5 separate regions of the Mus musculus genome follow, and regions 2, 3, 4 and 5 are each linked to region 1. The links are chromatin contacts, called in public Hi-C and HiChIP or PLAC-seq maps. All regions are on one chromosome and are shown on one strand. The core of a region is the stretch at or near the end of the contact, and the rest is flanking DNA. Distances in the headings are between cores, read along the strand shown. Region 1 has its middle 41 kb from the start of Gm52179. Region 2 overlaps Tnrc6b (trinucleotide repeat containing 6b). Region 3 overlaps Tnrc6b (trinucleotide repeat containing 6b). Region 4 holds the start of Sgsm3 (small G protein signaling modulator 3). Region 5 overlaps Sgsm3 (small G protein signaling modulator 3).

Region 1 (2,763 bases), core at 82-2,581:
TACTGGAGTTACTGTTGGGTCGACCATGACCACGCCTACGCCTTGTTTACATGGTGCTGGGGAACAGAGGGCTTCGGGTGTGCCAGGCAAACGTTCTAACTGAGCTGTCTCAACCCCTCTTTCTCACCTACTCATCTCTGATCCATGTGTTTGGTAATGAGCCTGTGTAGAAAGATGTGTGGTCACGAAGGTTATACATACTAAGGAGTTTTACAATTATGATTTCCGACTTTATAGAAGAGCTTCCTTTTAAGAGGGAAAACTGCCCGAGTGCTGGGACTTTTATGGTGGTTATGGTTGTTTTCTGAGCTTTTGTTTTGTTTAATTTTACTGTTGTAACTAAGGAAAATACTTCAAGCCACCAGAGGGCATTGTAGTTAACGTTGGGTGCTGGCTTCATTATAGCTCGTGGCCTCCAGAGGTGCCCGGTGAAATCTGCTTCCATGAAAAGAAGGACTTTCACATTTAATGAACAGCCTAAAGAGGATCGGTAGATTAAACTTGGAACAGGAGAGCTCGCATCCTTTGTATCTAGCAGAAGCAAAGGACAGAGTAGGTGGTGCCTCCTTCAAATGCTATTCTCTTCTTTATTCCTTTCCCCAAGCGTGTGCCTAAACTTTTTGAGTTGCCATCTATGATTGACAATCTTTCCTGAGCAGAAGGTAGGCTCAGGACCTCCCAATGGCAACAGAAATTGAAACTGACACGTGAAAGCCTGTCTCTCACCCATAGTGTCCACCTCTTTGTGGCCTTTATGGCTGCTAATAAAAATGTCTAACTTGAATGATGTACTGCTGGCACCCTCCATGTAGAAGCTGAAGCAGGCAGAAAAGCAACTGCGTCAAGCAAAGCCTTGTGGAGAATAGGTGGCGTTTCAACAGTTGAACACTACACTACTTCACGCCCCAGGTGGGAAATCCTTTGCTACTTTCCGTTCCTGTAGGCCACGTGGTTCTGCTCCATCTTCCTTCCACCTCTCTTCCTCTATCCTCCTCTCTCTCCTCTCTCTTCTCTCTCTCCTCATCTTCCCTTCCTCCTTTCTCTCTCTCCCTCTCTAAAACCTCCAGCCCCACCTTTCCCATCCACTGCCCAATCACAGGCTCTCGCCTTGATTTGCTTTATAAAATGGGCAGAAGGTTTGCCTGAAATCACCAGAGGGCGTGATCCACTCCTTGAGCCAGTCCCTCTTGAGGAAGCAGAATTAGCATCAAAGTACAAACAGCACCAGGGCAACGCACAACAGGAAACAGGTGATGAAACCACACAGTTTGGTCTTGTTCTTGACTACGGGCAAAAGCGTGCACTGTCGAGTGTGACGCTAGCTGTGGGTTTCCCAGAGCCTCCGTGTTGTTCCTTTGCAGGACTGTGCGCTTGCCTGCTCTGAGTCACCATGGGTGACCTGTCACCATGCTCAGGAACACACATTGATTGGAAGACTAGCCACAGATCTCCCAGCCCCCTGCCTTGCTCTAAGATGTCCTAACTTGCCACTTTGTTTTGTTTTTAACCATTTTATTAAATCATTCTCAAAATGTGGATGATCCCTGGCCACAGTAAATATAATAAGGTGTATATAATTCAGTTGTTGCTTTTTTTTTTTTTTTTTCCTTTCAAGTCAAGTTTCTCTATGTATCCCTAGCTGTTTTGGAACTCACTCTGTAAACCAGGCTGGCCTTGAACTCAGAGATCTGCTTGCTTTTACCTCCCAAGTGCTGGGATTAGAGGTGTGCACCACCACAGCCTGGCAAGTTGTTGCTTTAGCACATAGTCCTCACATGACTCTGCTGGCTGCCACAGGCAGCCACCCACAGTTGTCTCAGTCACCCACAATTGGCTGCTTTGTCCCTTAAGAGACTCACTCCAGACTGGGAAGGGATCAGGCTTGCCCAGGGCAGTATGGTCTGGACTTGCATTTCTGCATCTGCCTTTTTTGCAAACACGGGTTATGATTTTCCTAGGTGTTAATTATTAACATATTTCTTGCCGTCCGTGTGTCTGCATCTGAGAGCATCTTTGGCTTCCAGTGATTTGCTGAGAATCAGGCTGCCAGAGAAAACTTTAGATATTTCTACAAAGCAAAACAGGAAAGAATTCTCCTGGGCTAAAGTGCAAGGACTCTGCAAGACCTATCTGGGTGCGTATGTACCGCTAAGATCTCAGGCTCAGCTCTGTTCAGGATGAATGAGTTTGGTGGGAGGCAGCTCTATAATCTATGTAAAATTGTTGTTTTTTTTTTTTTTTCTTTTTGGGTGGCTTGTTTAGTCCCTTGTACCTCACCTATACCCAGATAATCATCTGATAATTGAATAACCAGCAGTTGTCACATTAATCTGTAGAATGGAGCACTAGGCAGCCACGAAAGAGAGCAAACCACAAGTCTGTGTGGCAGCAAGGACGAGCCACACCATGTGGAGCCACACTATGTGGAGCCACACACTACTATGTGGAGGAAAACAGGCACAACCTTGACTTGCTGTGTGGTTCCAACAAATCTCAAAAGCAGCATTAGAAATCAAAGCAGCACTCACATGTTGGGGAAGACAAGACGAAAGGAGGAGATGAAGGTAGACGTAGCAAGCCGATGCTAAGTCAAGGGAAACTGGCTGATGTCAATGGTGGTGCATGCTGGTACTCCTAGGGCTTGGGGAGCAGAGGCAGGAGGATCACTGTAAACAAGATCAGCCTGGTCGATGTACTCAGTTCCAGGCTACATAACAAAATCCTCTTTCAACAAAACTAAAATAAAAAGGGAAAAGGTCACGA
Region 2 (2,763 bases), core at 84-2,583, 490 kb after region 1:
CCAGTATACCATTCTGTTGACCTTAACTAAAACAGTGTTTTTAAATTTGAAATTTGTGTGTGTTGATACAAAGTTTGCCTTTTCACAAAAAATGTAAAAGATTAGACTCTCATTTTAAGTTTCCCGACAGGCTAAGCCAAACAGTGTTCAGAGTAGTGCTTACCCTGTGAAAGGTTCTGTGCTGGGGAAGCCATTTTGGATATTTTTAAAGTGTACAGCACCACAAACAACCTGCTTTACTTTGCATAACCCTGCAGTAGCTACTTCGGCATCCACTGTGATAGCAACATGTGGCTAGTGCCACTCAAACTTAACTTAGCACAAACACTGAGAGTTCTCTGCATTACTGGACAAACTTCATATGCTTGGAAAAGACTTGTGCACACAAACTTACTTCTTCATGAGAAAGTAGTCAGTTTTACAGAATATAAATACAAACCAAAGATTTCCAATGAAAATGTTATGTCAAACTACAGTGTTCTAACTGTTAAGTATACACCAGATTTCAGACTCAATATGAAAGTAAAATACTTCTCTAGCTGTAGATCAATTACACAATTACTGATAATATTTTACACATACCCAGTTAAATAAAACACCGTTCAAAATAACTTCATCCTTACAAGGTTTGTTTTCTATTTCCCCTGAACTGTGCTGGCATCATCTAATGATTCCCCTGGTGTGCCTGCTGGAGCTCCTCTCAACACCAGCTCGGGAATAGCGCCATTACCAGATACCTTCTTTCCTGCCCAGCACCTGAAACTGCTGGTCACGCCTGCAATGAACTGAAAAGTCCTTCCCTCATCCTTGGTGTCTGTGACTAACTCTACCTTTCTTTTAATTCTTCCCGGGTCTTCTTTCTCTTCCTGTCCCCATTCTCATTTTCTTCTATTGTGTAGAGTCCCGGTGACCTCATCCACCCCTAGGCATCCACTATCACTTCAACAGGAAGCTGTCCTACTATCTCCATTCTGACCTCATTCCAGGCTGCAGCTCCACAGAGCCAGTTTTCTGCCCAACAGTTCTACCTGAAGAACTCTGTATGTATGAGTAGAAGTCATATGCAGAGGACTCCATGCTATGCACCTAGAAAACCTAGCATCTGCTCTTTTGTAGTCCAAAGTCAGCCTCACTCAGAGCAAGGTCTTTTCACCACAGTCCTTGCACCAAACTCATTTTTTAAAAAAGTTTTTCTAAGACAGGATTTCTCTGTGCCGACCAAGCTGACCTCAAATTCACAGAGATGTACTTGGCTCTGCCTCCTGAGTTCTGGGATTAAAGGAGTGCGCTACCACTGCCTGGTTCTACTCTAATTGGCCTGCTGGACTCTGAACCCCTTAACACTCGGCAACTCTGTTTACACTGTCTCCAAGCTTACAGACCTCCATTCGTGGCCTAACATGGATGTGAACCACTCACAGAAGGCACCCGGTTCCTCCTCACCTCACTAACTTTTCTTGGACAGTCCTGCTCCTTTCCCTCAAGCTAGAATGCCCAGCCTTCAGAGTTCCCTGAGCCCAATTCTGCCCAATCTTTAGGCCCTGCCTATATGCCAAGTCTTCACAGAGCATTTCCTGATCAATCAATCCAGCTCAAACCAATGTTTCTCTTCTCCAAATGCCCTTGGCCACCAGGAATGGGGATACATAGAGAAATCGTGCCTTGAAAAACAAAACAAAATAAACCCTGGTAATAGAACTATATAGTTTTTAATCATTTCCCCCTCCCCCATTAAGAAAGGAAAGGGTTTTACTGTGTAGCCCTGGCTATCCTAGAACTCACTCTGCAGACCAAGCTGTCCTCAAACTCTAAGATCCACCTGCCCCTGCCTTGGGTTAAAGGTATGTGCCACCACTTCCTGGCTGGCTTTTATCTTCTTTATAAAACAATGTTTCCTACCACCGCTGCCCCTTATACTACATACAATGGGTAAGCCATCTTTGGACACCTTACCAGGAAAACTAATTTAAGGAGAATTTTGAAAACTTGAAACTACAATGAATTTTTAAATCTATCCCAGACTAGGTCTCTAACTTCTGCAGATCTTTATTTGAAAGTCACAATATTCAATAACTCCAAACTAAACTCATGGCGTGAGCCCCACATCTGCCTCTCATCTAAATGGCCTGACTCAGTGAGGGTACTCACTATTCCCCAGCCCAGAGGCTGTGACGGCTTCCCAAATGTCCCTGGGAATCATCTACTCCTAACTTTGCGGACAATTCTGGCTAACACCACCTGAGAACACTATTGTATCAAGTGGTCAGAATGGTCACATATTCTACCCTCTCAACCATACCCCAAATCCAATCTAAACAAGTGACATTGCTGCATAAACCTTTTCCAAGTGCTCTGAGGAAAAAGACTTCTCTGATGGCTGACAGACTCCACGGCTTCCTGCCAAGGTTTAAACTTTCATTCTCTATTTCCCAGATCATCTCTTTCCTTAAGCACAATTACACCCCAACAATAATGACCACATATGATACAATGAAGCTCCCCAAATACATCACTGTCTGCTCTTGCTGCAGGCAGGGCCTTTGTACAAGCTGACTTCCATTTGGGTTGGGTGATCTTCCTTAGTAATTGAGCGACATCCTGAACCGGCCAGCTTCCTCACATTATATTCTATTTTCTAATTCAGCAATAGTGCCTAGAGAAAATGGTCATATCACATTTTTGTTTTTTATTAAAACATACTGTTAAACACATGAAACTGAAGAAGAACGAAGACCAAAGTGTGGACACTTTGCCCCTTCTTAG
Region 3 (2,763 bases), core at 141-2,640, 400 kb after region 1:
TTTTTTTTTTTTGGTTTTTCGAGACAGGGTTTCTCTGTGTAGCCCTGGCTGTTCTGGAACTGACTCTGTAGACCAGGCTGGCTTCGAACTCAGAAATCTGCCTGCCTCTGCCTCCCAAGTGCTGGGATTAAAGGCGTGCGCCACCTGGCAGGCATTCTTATATTTACACTGCACCAGTGCACATGCCCCTTAAGCTGACAGTTTTAGACTCTAAGTCAATACCCAGGAGGTCTTTCTATTTACCCTTGCTTCTTCAGGCTGCAGATACAGCGGCTCCTTACAAGAATTACAAAAGGAGTAACGCCCCTATGCTCCTGGCAAATGGCTGCTCAAACCTAGGATGCAAAGTAATTAAAGTGCAGGTTTGCATATTCCTATTATGGAGAGTTAATTATGCAGGCTTAAAAGCCCTCAGTCTCCAGCTGGGCTGGAGAAAGTGAGTATCTTGAAGCAATCAATATGGCTTTTAACAAAGCAATGCAGGTGGAAAATGGCAGAAATTTAAAGGGATGACAAAAGCCACCAGAATCTTACTTTCTGAATCCTCCAGTGAGTGGAGGGAAAGCAACAGTAGAAACAAAGGCTTTAACAACTCTTCCTTCCTTTTTTTTTCCTGGCTGTGTTGGAAAAAGAACCTAGGGTCTCAAACATGACTTTTCTATCATTGAATGACATTCCTAGCCTTGTAATAAATGTTAAATGTTAAGTTTCAGTGTTTATGCTTTAGAAAAAAATTCTCTAACACTTCACTCTGGACAACTAGGTTTAGAAATAAGGTAGGACCACACGTGGGTCCCCAATAAGGAGGCCAAGGCGGAAGGCTCAGTTTAAGCCAGGATGCATGCCACAGAAACAAAACCTAATATTGATGAAGGTTTTTGTATAAGACTTTCTCTGCAAATTTAGCAAAAAATTAGAAACAATTTAATATCCAATAAAAGGGGAAGAGAGTGTTAAGTAAATCAAGGTAAATGTATTTAATGAAACAAGTTTCTGATAATAATTAACATTGCCAGGTGTGGTGGTATATTCCTTTAATCCCAGCACTGGAGAGACAGAAAAGAAAGAGGATCTAGATGATTTTAAGGCTAGCCTGGGTTATAGTAAGACCCTGTTTCATAATAAAACAAAACCCTACAAACAAAGAATGAGAAACCAGAAGAATGATCAATATGGGCTGGGGCACAGCTCACTTTATGTACCGAGCACACCCCGGGTTCCATCCCAAGAACCAAAGGAGAGGGTGAGAAGACTACTTGGCAACAGAGGAAAACACAGTGTTAACAGTGGTGGGTACAGAGATGAACAGCATGCCTGCACATGCACAACGTCAACGGGATGTGCGCAACACAGCTGTGGTCACCCCTGTGGCTGTGAAACTTGACTCAAGGGGCGGAGGAGGAAGGAAAGACAAGGAAACTTCCGGAGGGTAAGATGGCAAGAGTAGTGGGGAAGCACTGTAAGCTTCAGAGCTTAGCTGGCTAAGGCGCTCTGAAGCACAGAGCCGAGGAAGTAAAGGTCATGCCGCTTGGCAGCCCCAGACAACAGCGGTCTAAATACGACTGGGGTTTTGGGGTCACTTGGTTGGAGAGACATAAGGTATAAGCTGGGTGAGATCACCAAGAACCCTAAAAATGGCAGTAAACACTGCACTGTAGGTGGGTGAGCAAGCCAGGAGAGGATCTGCAGCCAAGGGACATCATGGTGTACTGTATGTTTTACAGCAGAGCTTCACAGATCTTTCTGTCATGCCTAAGCAGACACAAGCTAGGTGCATCTACTTAAATTTAATGATGATGAAATAATAGCTAAATTTCAAGTGTTCCTCTGCTAATAGCTACCAGAGTGGACAATGTGGCTATGAAGAGGACAAGTGTGACTCAGTCTACAGACATCAACACCTGAATGAAGAAGAATGGGGCAGACACAAGAAGGCCCTACACTATGATGGTAGCCTTCTAGGGATTTAGGAACTACATCAGTAGTGATAACAGTCAGAGCCTGGATCAAGATTTTTTTTTTTAAAAAAACGTGTGTGTGTGTGTGTGTGTGTGTGTGTTTGCACATGCAGATGTGTGCCCTTGAGATTCTCAAGGAGCTTATCAAGGTTTCCCAAAGATAACTCCAGTTCTGAAGGGAAAATTTCCTGAACTGAATGTGGCTGTGATGCAGGAGGATCATACTTTAGCTTGTGGGTCTTTGGTGTGAACAACTACAGAATAGGAGCATGTCTAACTGGAATTTTATTATTATTATTATTATATGTGTGTACACTGTAGCTGTCTTCAGACACTCCAGAAGAGGGCATCAGATTTCATTATGGATGGTTGTGAGCCACCATGTGGTTGCTGGGATTTGAACTCCGGACCTTCGGAAGAGCAGTCAGCACTCTTAACCACTGAGCCATCTTGCCAGCCCTTGTTTTGTTTTTAAATCTGAACATATCTAGCAGTATATGACACTGAAAAGAACATGTTGACAGCAGGCACAATTTTGTAACTCTCAATATTAAGGGCACTGAGGCAGATGAGGTCACCTAGTGGTGGCTGTATGCTGTGAAAGGGATGAGAACTGAGCACCAGGACAGTCTGATGATCAGTGCTGAGAGGTGGGAGAAAGGCAGAGAACCACTGTAAGGTGCTCGATCAAGAGCCAAGTGACCTAGGTGTTTCAGAGGGAGGATGGGATGTCAAACAAAGATAGGAGGCAATCTTTCCAAGTGCCACTGCTTTGCTTGTGCCCTTGGGCTAGCCCTGCTCTCTG
Region 4 (2,763 bases), core at 135-2,634, 320 kb after region 1:
TGCTCTAGCAGAGAAGTCAAATTTGGTTCTCAGAACCCATAACAATCTCACCGCTGTTCTAACTCCTGGGGATCTAAAGCCATCTTCTGACCTTTGCAGGTCATGCACTCATGAACACACACACATTTAAAAAAATTAAATTTTAAAAGTTTAAAACCAATCAACCAATCAACCAAAAAACCAAGATGAGATAATGATGAAGAAGCTACATTAAGGATTTGGGGACAGCTCAGTAGTGGAGGGAGGCCCTGGGTTCCATATGGAATAATCAACAACAACAGTAGCAGCAGCAGCAGCACACACATAGGTCACGGGGAACAGAGTATGGGAAACTGATCATTAATGCTTGGAGTCAGAAGAAAGCTGGAGGCTAACAGAGGGCTTAAGGGGGAAAAGAACCAGGAACTGTGCGTGCCTGAAAACTCAGTCACCAGCACAGTCAGAAAAGCTACAAAGAAAAAAAGATGAAACTGAAAAGTAGTCCGGTTGAAGATGTGAATTTGGAGGCTTGAGAGCGCACACCTTCAGTTCGGCACTTGGAAAGCAGAAGCAGGCAGAGCTCGGAGTCTGAGGCCAGCCTGGGCTACAAACATGAATTTACCTAGAAAGATTTCTTTTAAGGAACCGGATAGACAGACAGACAGACAGACAGACAGATAATACCCACTCCCCTGTCATCTCTAAAAACTCACCACCAACACCAACAAAAACCTAAACAAAAACAAAAACAAACCCACCATAGCCCATCATAAATTTCCTATGCATCATGAGACGGGAAGACACGGCACAATCTGTCACTGACAAGGAAACTTTAAAGCATCTGTATTTCCTATTACTGCCCTATGAAAGCAGTCGGGACCCACACCTAAATCTCAGGGTAATTTCAGGACCTCTAACCGGAAGCACACGAGGCGACCCCTGCCTACACGTCCGCCTCAGTTTCCCCGCTGCTAACACTCGGCCTAGGCACTGAACCCGAGTCTTCCAGGGGAACAGCTAAGTCGGCTCTGAGGGAGAGTTGCCACCTGCCGAGACGCCCGCCGCTGCGTCAGGCGCAGTTCCTCCGGGTCGCCGGGAGCCGCCGGAGGGGGTGGGTCTGTCACTGTCACGCGCGTCCCGGGTCGCCGTGGGAGCAGCCACGCCGCGGCGGCTCGCCGCCCCCGCCTGAGGCGGCGCCTTCCCCGCCGCCTTCCCCTCAGCCCGTACCCCGCGGCCTCCACTCAAGAGGCAGGTGAGCGTCCCCCTCGCCGGCCCGGAGACTCGGAGACTCGCGCACCGCTCACCTGTCTCGCGGCCACCTCAGCACCTCGGCAGGTCAGGCTAGCAGCTGCCTCCTAGTCGGCGCGCACTGCTGCCCTTCTGCGCACGCGCGGGCCGCAGAGCCGGTGGCCGTGGGGCATGCTGGGGGCTGTAGTTTCGCGGGAAGACTGGCCCATCCCAGGTTCCAGGCGTCCTTTAGAGGTAGGTACCCCAGGCACCCGGTCTGTGATGCAAGCAACTCGTGGTTGTTTGGGAGCAGTCAGGATGGAGTCAGTGCACAAGTCCAGAAACTGGTCTTCTCTTTCAGGCTCACAGAGCTGGCTTCTAGACCAGATTAATCTAGTTTTCCATCAGTCACAGGCCCTGGGGAAAGCAGTAATTGATTGAGGTCATGACTAAGAAGGAAGCGGTGTGTGGAACCTGAGCACCTGCTTTTGAGTCACTCGTAACATTTTGCGCATCCATAAAAACCCGGAACTTACGGTTTCCGTGAGAACTCAATGTGTATGGAAAACGTTTAAACACAGCACCAAAGAACAATCCAGAAAGATGGCAGCTGACACTGTCACTGCTGGCAAGGAATCTAATCTGAACCCGCCCCCCCCCCCTCCCTCATTTCAGAAAGGCTATCAACAGCATTAAAGGGACATCTCAGCCAAATCTGAAAAGACACTGACTGCGACCAACACCGGTTTGAAGTGTTGGTTCGTACTTGTGCCCAGGTCAATGAAGCAAACTCTACAAACCGCAAGGTGGACTCAGTCATGACCTGGCCGTACAATAAACAGCTTACAAAGCACATTAGCAGGTTTTTCACATCACCCAAGCACAGGAATGGGCTGAATGCAGAATGAATGTTATTCTCATTTGTTTCAAAAATTCCTTCCCTGAGAGACTTAAATATTTACCAGATCCTTATAAGGTGCCAATGACGAATCGAAGTACGATCTCAGCAAAGTTCAACCTGGAGAGCCAATGAATCTGTTAGGCTTACTTACAGAGCATAGATGATAGATTGCATACAGGAGCATGGGTAACATGCAGCCATACTGCCGTCTTCACCCGAAATGGAATATGGCTTCCCCACAGCTCAGGAGGACATGGAGCCCCTGAAGCATATATGACCCGGCGCATCCAGAGATTTTTGAGGTCATGTGCAATTAGGGTAGAACTGCCTCCAATGGCTGTGAGGAGCAGCTGTAATCTCAAGTCTGGGGTGGGAAGGGGCAGACAGTTGCCCTCTTCAGTCCCTCCTTCTATGAGGGAACGCCAACAGTCAAAAAAGCCCCACGGTGGTGACTGCTAGCAAACAGGCACGGCTGACTTTCTGACGGAAGTGTTTAGAGAAGGACCCGGATGGAAATAACAGGAGCTAGGAAGTGGTAACATGGAATCTGTGTTGATTACCTAAGTAGTCTGTTTGTCTTTTCAGTCACAGCACCCTTTTAATTTGTGTGACTCATCCCCAGCACACACATTAAAAATTGAAAGATGCATGTGTTT
Region 5 (2,763 bases), core at 158-2,657, 300 kb after region 1:
CCAATTTAAAAATAGTTAAGCAGGGCTAGAGAGATGGCTCAGTGGTTAAGAGAACTGGCTGTTCTTCCAGAGCTTGGGTTCAGTTTCCAGCACCAACCCCGCAGCTCTCGGCAGGTTGTACCTCTAGCTCTGGAGCTAATGCCCTCTTCCAGCCTCTGAGGGCACTGCACATATGTGATGCAGAGACAGACATACACACAAAATAAATTTAAAAGATGTTTGAACATACATTTCTCAAATAAGAGAGGGAAATGGCCAATAGCGGGTGAAAGTGACTGGGTTATCATCAACCACAAAGGAGATCTAAACTGTGAAGGCATGCTACTCCACAGCCATGAGGGCTCACACAAACAAACACCAGAGTGCTCTCCTCGCTCGCACACATCAAACTCTTCAGTCTGCGTCCCCAACACTGCATGTGACTAAATGTGGCAGTGTACACCTGTAATCCCAGCACGAGGATGAAGACAAATCCTAGGCCACATGAGACCTTGTCTCAGAAAACATTTTTTAAAAAGGAGGGGCTGGAGCGATGGCTCAGCAGCTACGAGCCTCTTTCAGAGGACCTGAATTAAATGCACTCCTATCAGGCAGTTCACAACTGCCAGTAACTGCAGCTCCAGGCGATCCAATCACTTCTTCTGGACCCAAAGGCATTTACATGTACACAGACATACAAAGACACATATACATAATTTTGATTTTTTTCTTTAAAAAAATGTTAGCAAGAATATGGAGAAATCAGCTGGGAGTGGTGGCACATGCCTTTAATCCCAGCACTCAGAAGGCAGGGGCAGGTGGATTTCTGAGTTTGAGGCCAGCCTGGTCTACAGAGTGAGTTCCAGCCAGGGCTACACAGAGAAATCCTGTCTCAAAAAAAAACAAAAAAAAACAAAAAGGGGCTGGTGAGATGGCTCAGTAGGTAAGAGCACCCGACTGCTCTTCCGAAGGTCCGAAGTTCAAATCCCAGCAACCACATGGTGGCTCACAACCACCCGTAATGAGATCTGATGCCCTCTTCTGGTGCGTCTGAAGACAGCTACAGTGTACTTACATATAATAAATAAATAAAAAAAAAAAAAAAAAAAAAAAAAAAAAAAACAAAACAAAAAAAAAAAAGGAGAAATCAACTAGGCAGGGTAGTACATGCCTTTAATCCCAACAGAGGCAGGTGGATCTTTATGAGTTCCAGGCCAGCCATGGCTACATAATAAGACCCTGTCAGAAAAAGAAAAAGGAAGAGGGAAAGGAGGAGATAAAATATGGAGCAAAAACATGGAGGAAAAGAGGTTGTTTAAAGAGGAGGAACCGACATCTGCTGGAGGGCAGAAGGGGCTGGAAGAGAGTTCTCAACAGCAGTTCCCCTCTCACCAGCCTCCTACTCACTGTCACTCAGCAAACAATGACTGAGCACAGAGCCAGGCAGCACAACCGTGGATAAGGTCAGGCTGTTGCAGTGTAGTAGAAAATTAGATAAGAGACAAAGTAAGATGGGACTAATTCTGTATCAAAAGAGCCTTTGAGAGCTGAGGTCTGAGCAAGGGCCAAAGCCAGGCTAGAGATCAAGGCCTGACTTCACTGAGGGAGGATCCAGATGCAGGGAGGGGCCAGTGAGCTCAGAGCCTAGGATGCAGTGGGGGGAAGAGTGGGAGGAAGCAACAGCAGATGCCAAGGGCACCTCACCCTGCTCACCCTGAAGACAGGCTTTTGACCTCTGTTCTCAGACAGCAAAGAAATCCACAGATTCTGAACAGCCATCAAGCAAAATCTGGTAGGACTGAACAATATCTCCAGGTGCCCAGAAATCAATGGAGACTGAAAGGCCATGCCCAGGGTAGGAGATGTTGTGGGTGCAAGCACTGAGAATCGATCAGATGGTGTACACATTTTTACAGGCTGAGAGCCTCGATTGCTATTTCATTCATGTTGCACTTAAGGACACATATACTTAGGGTTGACCTTAAGTCTCCCAGATGTGACACTGCTGAGCTGGGCAGGCAGGTTTTTCAGCTTCTGGTTGCTATGGAAATTTCCCTGAAAGCACCCAGAACTGACAGACCTAGCCTAAACAGTTAGTCTCCACAAATACCTGGTCTATGGCTGCCCTCTTGTAGTCTTTTTAAAAGAAACCTTAGAAAACCTTAATTGATGCAGCCACTTCTGAGTTGCTCAGAAGAAATTGTAACAATTAAATGTACAAGCTTAAGAGAGCCAGTTCTGATGCTGTGTGTCCCTTCCTAGTTTACCAATCCCACATTTTCCCACAAATGTTGCCACTGTATGCAGGTGCAGAGGTACCGTTCACTTCCTGTGGTCTCCTGACATGGACTGAAGGGACATATATCCCTGACAAGGCAGCAGAGTTACTGCCACACAAGTGGCTTTCTCCAGACATCTTCCAGGAAGCATAAAGGCTGAACCAATATAGGCAAAAACATTGATTTTTGGTGGCACCTAAGAGCCTAAAGACCACTTTTTTTTTCTGTAAAGAGATGAGGTGACTCTGAAAGCTACAGATAACAGATAAACTGGTGAGAGTGGCTCAGGGCTGGGAAAGTCTGAGAAAGGCTAAAAGGAAGGAGGAAACTAGTATAGACACTAGAGATGCTTCTAAAACCTACATGGTGGCTCACAGCCATCTGCAACTGCAGTTCCAGGAGATCCAATGTCTTCAGCTGACCTCCTCGGGCACCAGGCATACATACACGCATGCAAAAACACTCATACACAAAAGTTTTGCTTTGAGACAGGGTTTCTCTGTAT

Evidence for each region. Hi-C and Micro-C count contacts between places; a contact is called where the count stands out from the background. HiChIP or PLAC-seq counts read pairs in DNA pulled down with a chosen protein or histone mark.
Region 2: a contact with region 1 is called in a Foxp3 HiChIP or PLAC-seq map of regulatory T cells, with 7 times the contacts expected there. The contact joins two enhancer-like sites. A contact is called at or near these places in 1 of 484 Hi-C or Micro-C datasets (CD4 T cells) and 3 of 115 datasets of contacts at active chromatin or transcription factors (memory CD8 T cells, regulatory T cells and thymic regulatory T cells).
Region 3: a contact with region 1 is called in a Hi-C map of CD4 T cells, with 2.4 times the contacts expected there. The contact joins two enhancer-like sites. A contact is called at or near these places in 1 of 484 Hi-C or Micro-C datasets (CD4 T cells), 1 of 115 datasets of contacts at active chromatin or transcription factors (bone marrow-derived dendritic cells) and 1 of 9 other capture datasets (adipose tissue).
Region 4: a FOXA1 HiChIP or PLAC-seq map of pancreatic cancer cells shows a contact between it and region 1. The contact joins the promoter of Sgsm3 here to the enhancer-like site in region 1. A contact is called at or near these places in 3 of 39 promoter capture datasets (the C10 cell line, HPC-7-derived erythroid cells and macrophages), 2 of 484 Hi-C or Micro-C datasets (CD4 T cells and bone marrow-derived macrophages), 3 of 115 datasets of contacts at active chromatin or transcription factors (T-cell acute lymphoblastic leukemia, large pre-B cells and pancreatic cancer cells) and 2 of 9 other capture datasets (adipose tissue and macrophages).
Region 5: a FOXA1 HiChIP or PLAC-seq map of pancreatic cancer cells shows a contact between it and region 1. The contact joins two enhancer-like sites. A contact is called at or near these places in 2 of 15 datasets of contacts at CTCF or cohesin (large pre-B cells and stem cell-derived epiblast-like cells), 5 of 484 Hi-C or Micro-C datasets (bone marrow-derived macrophages, embryonic fibroblasts, embryonic stem cells and 1 more), 5 of 115 datasets of contacts at active chromatin or transcription factors (T-cell acute lymphoblastic leukemia, bone marrow-derived dendritic cells, embryonic stem cells and 2 more) and 2 of 9 other capture datasets (embryonic stem cells and pancreatic islet).

What each region holds. Positions count from the first base shown.
Region 1 is chr15:81,299,874-81,302,636 of GRCm38.p6, reverse strand. No RefSeq gene overlaps it. Among named protein-coding and RNA genes, the nearest start is that of Gm52179, 41 kb to the right of the region's middle. Within about 2 kb of position 1,331, at least 181 of the 459 cell types and tissues checked have an H3K27ac peak or open chromatin away from gene starts, as enhancers often do. A contact at or near this core is called in T-cell acute lymphoblastic leukemia, bone marrow-derived macrophages, pancreatic cancer cells and 2 more, where this site is marked.
Region 2 is chr15:80,805,946-80,808,708 of GRCm38.p6, reverse strand. All of the region lies in intron 4 of Tnrc6b (trinucleotide repeat containing 6b), which reads right to left. Among named protein-coding and RNA genes, the nearest start is that of Tnrc6b, 96 kb to the right of the region's middle. Within about 2 kb of position 1,333, at least 30 of the 459 cell types and tissues checked have an H3K27ac peak or open chromatin away from gene starts, as enhancers often do. A contact at or near this core is called in regulatory T cells, where this site is marked.
Region 3 is chr15:80,895,603-80,898,365 of GRCm38.p6, reverse strand. All of the region lies in intron 14 of Tnrc6b (trinucleotide repeat containing 6b), which reads right to left. Among named protein-coding and RNA genes, the nearest start is that of Mir5113, 43 kb to the left of the region's middle. Within about 2 kb of position 1,390, at least 73 of the 459 cell types and tissues checked have an H3K27ac peak or open chromatin away from gene starts, as enhancers often do.
Region 4 is chr15:80,976,386-80,979,148 of GRCm38.p6, reverse strand. It overlaps Sgsm3 (small G protein signaling modulator 3), which reads right to left and starts at 1,384. Exons shown (of 22, transcript NM_134091.2): 1 at 1,284-1,384.
Region 5 is chr15:80,999,350-81,002,112 of GRCm38.p6, reverse strand. The region is part of intron 1 of Sgsm3 (small G protein signaling modulator 3); the gene reads right to left. Among named protein-coding and RNA genes, the nearest start is that of Sgsm3, 23 kb to the right of the region's middle. Within about 2 kb of position 1,407, at least 57 of the 459 cell types and tissues checked have an H3K27ac peak or open chromatin away from gene starts, as enhancers often do. A contact at or near this core is called in T-cell acute lymphoblastic leukemia, bone marrow-derived macrophages, pancreatic cancer cells and 1 more, where this site is marked.